2 separate regions of the Nomascus leucogenys genome follow, and region 2 is linked to region 1. The links are chromatin contacts, called in public Hi-C maps. All regions are on one chromosome and are shown on one strand. Each heading gives the region's core, a stretch centred on a gene start, on an enhancer-like site or on the middle of the called end of the contact. The rest is flanking DNA. Distances are from core to core; before and after follow the strand shown. Region 1 holds the start of CAPZB (F-actin-capping protein subunit beta). Region 2 holds the start of LOC100593798 (neuroblastoma suppressor of tumorigenicity 1).

Region 1 (4,851 bases), core at 1,219-3,718:
CCTATACAAAGGATCTAAAATACAATCCATGGGCGATAAATACTGCTCCTCCCCCCTTGCCATGTTTGAATATCCCATTTTATGTTTTTCAAACAGTGTCATTAAACCTTCTGACATATAAGCAGCTTGGTACAATGGGAAGAACAGTTTAGAGCCTGCCAGATGTGCTTCCACAGACCAAGGGTGGTTCCTCCACTGGCTGAGCAACACCCTGAATAAGTCACTCCACCTCCTGAGCCTCAGCTGCCTCATCTATAAAATGGGGACAGCCCCAGAAGGGCTTCGTGTGGATGAAACCAGCTTGTACAGGTGAAGCACACCACAGTGACTGGCAGACAGTTCCTCCACCCTTTCCAGCCTTTTCAGATGAGAGCCAAGTACAAGACTCCTGAGAAGCTTCAGGTGTATGTGCTCCTCCTGGGGGGACTGAGGCACTTTCCCATCACCTGGTGAGAATCGCTGCTTCCTTCCTGCCTTATACTTTGTCCTGAGTGCGCACTCAGGAAACTTCAGCCCACTTTCAAAGTCCTCACCCAACACTGCCCTGGAGAAGTCGTTCTCCATCAAGGCCTGGGGCCAGGCCCACCTCCCCAAATAAGGAGTTTTCAGCCAAAGTTACTGGACTAATCCGAAGGCCTTAAAAGTGGCATTGCCCATGTTTTTAATCAGCATACAGGAAGGCATCAAAAGAAAGCTTAACCCATCTCAACTACTCACCCTCGTTCAGCAGCAACATCCCTTGACTAAACAAGGAACCATAGTCCTCAAAACACTTTGAGGCCCAAAGTCCACATCCAAACAGGCTCCAAAAATCCCTTGACCCTGTCACAAGAAGTTCTCTGGCCCTTCCAACCTAAGTGCTGGGCCTGTCCTGCAGAAGGGTCACGTGGCAGGAGGGCAGGTCTATCTGTGGGGGCCTATGTGAAACCCCAGGTTCCTCAAAAGTCTGGATAGCATCTGCCTTCTTTACCAAAACAAACACCACGAGCGGAGCCAGCACTCTCCCTAGGCGTTCTGCTTACCTGATCCGAGGGACTTCCATAATCAGCAGTTCCAACCCTTACAAGCTGACAGTTCAGAGGGAAGGGGAGACTGCGCCTGCTCGGGTGCATCGTGTCCAGGCCATATACTGGATCCAGGGCCTGGTGGCCTCCCAAGGCCACGGCCTCACAAGGGCGATTGTGCGTTCATCCTTGTCCTGTGGGCCACCCACCCTCGCCCCTCGGCTCCCACTCAGGCCCGGGCGCCGCGGACCCCGGCCTGCCCTGCAGAACGCTTCGCACGCACAGCACCCACGGCGGCGGCCTCGAGAGGGGCCCGCAGAACAGCGCGCTGCCTTCTGGGCACACCGATGCCCGCCCTTCCCTGGCTGGCTCCTAGGCGGCCTCCCTAGAAGGGGCAACTGAGAAGGCACAGCACCGGGACCACCCCATCCCTGATGGAGAGCTCCCCTCGCTTCCCGAAGGCTGCAAAGAAGGCGCGCCCCAGGAACAGGGAAGGGGACCCTGAGTCGTGCACTGGGCAAGGGGCAGGACCCTGGTGAGAGGATCAGGGCGGGGACCGAGCGTGGCAGACGCAGGTTACGCTAGGAGTGGCGAAAAGTCCAGGGAAGGGGATCAGGGTGGGGAGGGGGCAGTGAGGTCCAGACGGGAGCCATGGGCGGAGGAGAGGAGGTCCAGATTTAAGATCACAGAGGGAAGAGGAGATTCAGGCTGAGGCCACGGAGAAGAGGGGAAGCAAACCTAGGCCGCTGCAGAAGGGGCTGACCGGAGTCCAGCCTGAGGCCATGGAGAAGGCAAGGGAGGGAGAGAGAGAGGGAGGCAGCGGCCTAGCCTGGGCCATGGCAGGGAGAAACGATGGCCTAGCCTGGGCGGGAGAGACGGGGCAAAGCAGTCCTAGCCCTAGACCGGGGGAGGAAGGGGGCCCACGCCAGGGTCACCGAGGGGGTGCCTGGCTGGGGCCACTGTTCGGGAGGGAGGGTCTAGCCTGGGCTATGGGAGAGACCAGCCTGAACACAGAGGTGGTGAGTGGGACTCCAGCTTGCGCCAAGGGCGGGGGCTGGGAGCGGGGGCAGGGTCACTGCCACCCAAGTCGTCCGCGCCGGCGGCACCCTCCTGGGCGGGGAGGGACTGGGTCCACCCCGGGTTCGAGACCCCACCCCTCCCCCACCCCGGGAAGCCACCCGTCCCGGGCCAGGGATGGGCAGGGGGAGGGGGACGCGAGCTCCGGAGGGGCCCCCGGGCCGGACAGGGGGCCGTGCGGCCTTTACCATGGTGGCGGCGGCGGCGGCGGTCCCGGTCCCGGCGTCAGTGGCTCTCCCCCCCGCAGCAGGGCCCGGCGCTTCCACTTCCCCGGGTGCCCAGGAGTGAACATCCGGGTCAGCACCCCCCTCCCCCCGCGCCAGGCCGCCGCCACCTTCCTTCCACGCCCCGGCCCGGCCCGGGCCCGCCCCCCACGCCGCCAGCTCGCGGCCAATGAGCGCGCGGGGCTGCGGCGATCGCCAAGTATGGAGAGCGGCGCGGGAGGCGGGCGCCGACGGGGTGCGGGGGCGGGGCCTGCGCGGCGGGGCGGGGCGCGGCGCGGCTGCCGGGGGTCCCAGGCACGGGGAGCGGGCCGGGGCCGGAAAGGTCTCCGCGGTGTCTGAGGCCCAGTGCCCGACTCTGGGCCTGCAGCAGCGAGTGGCGGCGAGGGAACCGCGCACCACAGTCCCCGCGGGCGGGGATGCGGAAGGCACCGGGGCTGGGAGGGGACCGGCCCTCCGGGCCCCACCCCGTGCACGCGCTTACTCCTGGGGCGCACCCGGAACTGCCGCCGAGCGCGGACCGGCCCGGCCCAGCCCAACCCAGCACCGGGGGAGCGCGCCGGGGGCGGGGCCGGAGCCCAGCGCTGCCGCTCGCTACGCGGGATCTGGAGCGCCGGGCTGCACCTGAGCCCAGGCACGAATTGAGGAGCCTCGGGCTGACGCCATTTATTCAGCACCTACTATGTACCAGGACTTGTTTAGGCACCGGAAGATAACAGATGAATAAGATATAAAGATCCCTGCTGGTATAGCTGCAGACAGAATAGCTGTGAGGGTGGCACAGGTAAAGATTAGAAAATTAAGTTCAACAGGTCGGCCGCGGTGGCTCACGCCTGTAATCCCAGCACTTTGGAAGGTCGAGGCGGGCCAAGGTCAAGAGATCGAGACCATCCTGGCCAACGTGGTGAAACCCCGTTTCTACTAAAAATACAAAAATTAGCTGGGCGTGGTGGTTCGCTCCTATAGTCCCAGCTACTCGGGAGGCTGAGGCAGGAGAATCGTTTGAACCCTGGGGGCAGAGGTTGCAGTGAGCCAAGATCGCGCCACTGCACCCCAGCCTGGCGACAGAGCAAGACTGTCTAAAAAAAAAAAGAAAAAATTAAGTTCAACAAATGCCAGCTGTTATGAGTACTGTTGGATGTGCTACAGAGAACCATTCCATTAGCCCAGAAGGGCTTCCTCGCTCCACAGTGACTCAAGTTTCTGTCTCCCAATCTCTCTCTCTCTCTCTCAATCAAATATTTGTTGAGCTTAGTCTAGGTAGCAGGAGACCTGGATTGCTAACAATATCTGCCTCCGTGGCCTGTTTGCTTTGGTTAAATCAAATTAGGCGATCTGTGAGGGGGATGGTAAACTGCACAGGTGACAGGAATTGTTTCCCTGAGCCGGGCCCTGTCCTCAGGGAGCTCATAGACAAGTAAAAGCTTTCACAGGCAGCCACTGGCAGAAAAAGCATACGGGTATTTCTCGCAAGACTGGTATCGGATGAGTATTACAGAAATTCAAAGAAGAGAATGGCACACGCAGTAGATATTTATTGAGCATCTGCTATGTGCCAAGCACTGTGCTAGGCTCTGGAAATACAGCAATGAGCGAAACAACCCACATTGTTGTGGAGCTTGAGTGTTGTCAGGGAGACAGTCGGCCACCAGGCAAATACAGTGTCCAAGGCCAGGCACAGTGGCTCACGCCTGTAATCTCTGCACTTTGGGAGGCCGAGGTGGTCAATCGCTTGAAGTCAGGAGTTCCAGATCAGCCTGGCCAACATGGCGAAACCCCGTGTCTACTAAAAATACAAAAGTTAGCCGAGGCCGGGAGCAGTGGCTCACGCCCGTAATCCCAGCACTTTGGGAGGCCTAGGTGGGCGGATCACGGGGTCAGGAGATCGAGAGCATTCTGGCTAACACGGTGAAACCCCCGTCTCTACTAAAAATAATAAAATTAGCCGGGCGCGATGGCGGGCACCTGTAGTACCAGCTACTCGGGAGGCTGAGGCAGGAGAATGGCGTGAACCCGGGAGGCGGAGCTTGCAGTGAGCGGAGATCGCACCACTGCACTCCAGCCTGAGCGACAGAGCGAGACTTCGTCTCAAAAATAAAATAGTAATAATAATACAGTGTCGGGTAGTGATTAGCGATAAAGAGAAAAATTCAAGCAAACAAATAGGTAGGCAGGCAAGGCCTAACTTAGCAATATTTGATCATATAGCTGAAGGGAAGGAGGGAGCAAGCCATGTGGATAGCAGAGGCACAAGGAGCAGCAGGGTAAAAACCCTGAAGGTGACAGTGCTGGATTAGCACTGGTGTGTTTTCAAGGGACAGACAGGAGGCCAGTGTGGCTAGCCTAGGTCGAGCAGGAGCTGAAGGGCAGAGCAATGACAAGATCTGACCTAGGCTTTAAAAGGATCATGAGGCTGCTGTGTTCTGAATGGACTGTAGGGGGACTAGGGCCTTAGCCATTTCTATATTGAGGACATTTATTTATTTAAAAAGCACTGATATGGCGCATCCTATGTGATGAACACTGTTAAATACCTTACAGATAATAAA
Region 2 (4,851 bases), core at 1,567-4,066, 140 kb after region 1:
AGAGGAGATGAAGCAGACAGGGTGGCCAACATAATGCCTGGCACGAAATGGGTAGATATTACTACCAAGTTACTTCCCAGGCCCCCTGCCCACACTGTAGCTTTCCCGTAGTCATCAGTCATCACCAGACAGATGGTGACTCAACTCCAAACCCTTTGTTCCTGATTAGGAGGTTGATGTTGTTCTTGAACCTCCCCGTGTTTGAGAGATGGTGGGCTGCCCTGTCAAGGGCACTGGCTGGAAGTTGTGGCTTCTACTCCTGGCTCTGTGTGTGATCTGACCAGCTCATCAGGCTCCACAATTAGCTTTCTGCAATGTGGGAGTGCATTCTTACAAAATGTAAAACTTCTTTCCACCCTGCTCAGGGTTTGCATGAAAGATGGCGGTGGTAAGCTTTGGCTGCAAAATGGTAAATATTTCCTGAGTGTCTACTGTGTACAGTGCAGTGAGGCTGGTTTCTGCAGTACATGATATATGGTTATCCAACAGACATTAGCTGGCATGGGCTCTTACTGTGTGACTTTAGGCGAGTTACTTAACCTTTCTCTTGACATTCCTTTTTTCATTTTTTTTTGTTTTTTTTTGAGACAAGGCCTTGCTGGAGTGACAAGCTCATTAGGTTCCACAATTAGCCTTCTGTAATGTCGTCCAGGCTGGAGTACAGTGGCACAATCATAGCTCACTGTGGCCTCAAACTCCTGGGATCAAGTGATCCTCCAGCCTCGGGATTTTTTTCACTTTTATTATTTTATTTATTTATTTATTTATTTATTTATTTATTTATTTATTTATTTATTTTTGAGATGGAGCCTCACTCTGTCTCCCAGGCTGGAGTGCAGTGGTGCGATCTTGGCTCACTGCAACCTCCGCCTCTCAGGTTCAAGTGATTCTCCTGCCTCAGCCTCCTGACTAGCTGGGACTACAGGTGCACGCCACCACACCTGGCTGATTTTTGTATTTTTAGTAGAGAGAGAGTTTCACCATATTGGCCAGGCTGGTCTCGAACTCCTGACCTCAAGTGATCCTCCTGCCTTGGCCTCCCAAAGTGCTGGGATTACAAGCATGAGCCACCGCACCTGGCACTTTTAAAATAGAGACAATACTTACCTCATAGGTTTATTGTGAGAGTGGCAACAGCTTGCAATGGGATGAGGCACATGGTAAGGTGCTCAATATGTGTGAACTATTGTAACGGTCATAGTTACCATTAAGGGAAGACCTATCTGTGCTACATCAATGGGGGATAATAATTACTTTATTCACTGGGCTTGGTGGTTCACGCCTGTAATCCCAACACTTTGGGAGGCTGCGGCGGGCAGATCACTTGAGGCCAGGAGTTCGAGACCAGCCTGGGCAACATGGCAAAACCCCATCTCTACTAAAAATACAAAAACTAGCTGGGCGTGGTGGTGGGCGTCTGTAATCCCAGCTACTCGGGAGGCTGTGAATTGCTGGAACCCGGGAGGCAGAGGTTGCAGTGAGCCGAGATCACGCCATTGCATTTCAGCCAGGGCAACGAGAGCAAAACTCTGTCTCAAAATTAATAATAATAATAATAATAACTTCATTCAACCAAATACATTGTACATCTCACCTGGCCTGTCCATAAGCAATGGAGACACTGAAATAAACACATGATTCCTGCCCTCAGGGTCTAATGGAGGAAAGAGATGTACACAGCTACTCTAGAGGGAAATTGACATGAACAGAAGTTCTCATCCTGTGCTCCAGGATCACAGGGGAGGAGGGAGATGCTCCCAGAGGGTCTTGGGAAGACTTTCCAATCTGGTGCTGGAAGAATATTTGCCAGCGATGAAAGGAGGGGAAGGGAATTCTGGGCAGAGGGAAGGGCGCAGGCAACAGCTAGGAGGCACAGATGCAGGCTGGGTATGGAGGGTGCGGGTAGGCTGGAGTACACCAGGGAGTTCCCAGCAGGCCACTAGGAGCCACCCAGGATGCTCGGCAACCTCATGAGTCAGACGAGCAGGGCTGTGTCTATCTGGAAGTTTCCAGCCAAGCTAGGTAAAACACATGGACACAAGTAACTATGCTGTAAAGCAAAATCCCCAGGTCCTACAATCGTGTCCCAGTGTCCTGGGCCACCACTTTCCAGAAGCAAAGTTATTTTTTCACCCTGTTGTTAAGCACACAGAATAGAGAAGGTACGGCCGCAATCCACCCAAGTGCCCACTGATTAGATAGGAACCCCCGAGGTGAGGCTGGAAGCTGGGGCCAGGAGCTCCACTCTTCCCAGGAGTCACAGAAGTGAGTTCATTTGCTGGCTTTCTAGTTCCTAATAGTCCCTGGGGCTTTTCGGGATGCTCAAGCCAAGTGCGTGGGGCCGAGAGCGACACTAGGATAACACTAGGCAAGGCTGAGCGACCCAGGCTACCAAGAGCACGGACTTGAACCGGGTCGCATGCCGGAGCGGACGGGATGGGGTGCACCGCAGAACTGGGGACTCCTGGTGCCGGGACGCGGCGGGCTGGGGCGCCCCACTCTCGGGGCAAGTCTGCAATGCCCGGTGCCCACAAAAAGGACACATCCATCTTTGTCACCCCAAGGCCTGGCACGGCCTGACGGCCCAGGCTCGGTAAAAGTCGGGCGGAGAGAGTGGAAACGCAGAGAAACCCGGGGAGGGCGCTTTAGAACGGGCCAGGGCGCCCGGCTGGGCTGCCCTGCCTCTCGGGCGCCGGCCAGGCGTCCCGGCCGCCCCACCACGCCGTCGGAGCGCGCCGAAGCTCAGCCCGGGGCGGGCGGGCCGGGAGAGGGCCCGGGGCCCCTGCCGCTGCGGCGCCCCCTCCTGCGCACCCGGAGGGAGAGGCCGCGCGCGCCCGCCCGCTCTTTCTGCGCGCGGCCCTCCCCGCTGCCCCCGCCCTCGCGCCCTGTTTGGAGGGAGCCACCCTGACGTCGGAGCCGCTCCCCCGCGCCGCGCGCCCGCCCGGGGCCGCAGACAGCGCGCAGCGCAGCCCAGCCGAGCGTCGCGGGGCCGCCCCCAGCCCTGCCGGCTGCCTCGCCGAGCCTCCTGGGGCGCCCGGGCCCGCGACCCCCGCACCCAGCTCCGCAGGACCCGGCGGGCGCGCGCGGTAAGTCCCGCCCGGGCCGGCACGCGGGCGCCCGGCTTCCAGAGGCTTCGGCAGCGGGGGCAGTGCCGCGCCCCCAGCCCGGAGCTGCGTCCCCCGGCGCGTCCGGCGGCCGCGGGCACCGGGTGGAGGCGCCGCCGCCGAGCTCAGGAGCCCTGGGGGACCTGGCGGGCGCCTCCGGACGCCGGCGCTGGGGACGTGGGCGCGGCACGGGGTGGCCGGGGGGCACCGCCGCGTCCGGAGCCCGTCCCCAGACTCGCCCCGGGATTCCGTTTCTCGATCGGAGTTTCCGCGGCCGGGAGAGAGACGGAGCGAGGGAGGGAGATGCGTGGCCGGGCGGGCCGGGCTCGCATGTCCCCCGGCCGTGCCCGGGCCTCGCCGCGCCGCGCCGCGCCTCTCGGCTCTGGACGTTTCCGCCTCCCGCGGCCCCCTCTGCTTCGGTCCCCACGTCCGTGTGTCTGTCTCTTCGTCGCTCCGTTTCCGCCGCTCACTTTCCCCGCGTCTGCCCGTCTCTTTCCGTTCCCCGCCTGCCTCCGTGTTCGGCTGCCCGCGTTTGTGTCTCTGCCTCTGGCTTTTCTCTCCCTCTGTCTCTGCGCTGCCCTCTGTGGGGGTCTCGCCCTGTGTCTGCGCGTCTCCCTGACCCCCCGCCCTCCGATCCAGACAATCCCCCCACTGTCGGAGGCTCGCCTTCCCCCAGCGGGGTTCACGAATAGTTTCCTGGACCGGGTGCGCCAAACCCTCCCCCTGCCTCCCGCCGGCCCCGAGGCCTGGCCCGGGTCATCTCCCTGGAATTGAGTCTGGGGCAGGGAGAGCCAGCCTTTCCGGGGGCTCAGTTTTCTTAAGAATTCCACCCCCGCGAGGCCGGCTGGACGACAGGCCCTGCTGCGGGCCACCTGCCCGGCCCGCTCCCAGGGCGGGGCAATTCTGATCGTTTACAAGCGGCGGCAAAGGGGGCAGCCGCCTGCCTTGGCGTGGCCGGGGGTTGGCGGGCATCAAGGGAGAAGGCCACAGTTCCAGGCTTTCGGAGGCCCTCGCTCCCCAAGCTGGACGCCACCAGCCTGTAACTAGGGGCACCCTAGGAAAACAGAGGTCAGGTCTGGAGGCCAAAGAGCGAGCACTGGCAGGGAAGCAATTTGTCAACAAGGAGCCCCTCACCCTTTGTTACTGCGGAATGGGGCCTCCCTAGACTCCCCCAGATGCTGGGACTGCTTGGGCGTGGTTTGCTTGAGTTGGGGCCAAAGAAAAGGCGAGGCTGCAGCGTTTCCTGGGTGACCCCCACCCCTCTCCACCCACCCCTGCAAGTTGGACCTCTCTCCCGGGCCTGTGTTTTGGAGGGGTGGACATGGGAGTAGGTGTTCTGCATCGGCCAGGGATATGGCCTCATTATTTTAAAGTGAAATTTCAGGCTGAGTTTAGCTGCTTCCCCCCACCCACAACCCCAAGGGTCGGAGGCTGCTGGAGCGGGCAGGGTTGTTGGTGAGGTCTGCAGTGGAACTTCTGCTGAGCAGATGTGCAGCCCGGCCCTGCAGCAGCTCATTAGCATGGATTTGTTTTGGAGACTGTTTTTGGTTTGCGGGCAGGAGGGTCTGCAGTAAGGAGGGCCGTGGCCTGGGTTGGGGGGCTGGCACAGAGGTGGCCAGGGCTGGAAGGTGCAGGCAGGCCTGGGTGGCACGGGGTCGGCCCTGTGTGTCTGCCCCCTGGACAGTTGACTCATGCTCTCCCCAGTGCTGAATGAAGGAAGGAAAAGCCATCCTGCCATGAGACTGGG

What was found. A called contact is a pair of places that touch in the nucleus more often than the background predicts.
Region 2: a Hi-C map of a lymphoblastoid cell line shows a contact between it and region 1, with 3 times the contacts expected there. The contact joins the promoter of LOC100593798 here to the promoter of CAPZB in region 1. A contact is called at or near these places in 2 of 4 Hi-C or Micro-C datasets (a lymphoblastoid cell line and an unstated tissue).

What each region holds. Positions count from the first base shown.
Region 1 is chr24:19,747,961-19,752,811 of Asia_NLE_v1, forward strand. It overlaps CAPZB (F-actin-capping protein subunit beta), which reads right to left and starts at 2,469. Exons shown (of 9, transcript XM_030805430.1): 1 at 2,270-2,469. The coding sequence starts at 2,272.
Region 2 is chr24:19,887,649-19,892,499 of Asia_NLE_v1, forward strand. It overlaps LOC100593798 (neuroblastoma suppressor of tumorigenicity 1), which reads left to right and starts at 2,817. Exons shown (of 4, transcript XM_012498520.2): 1 at 2,817-3,086.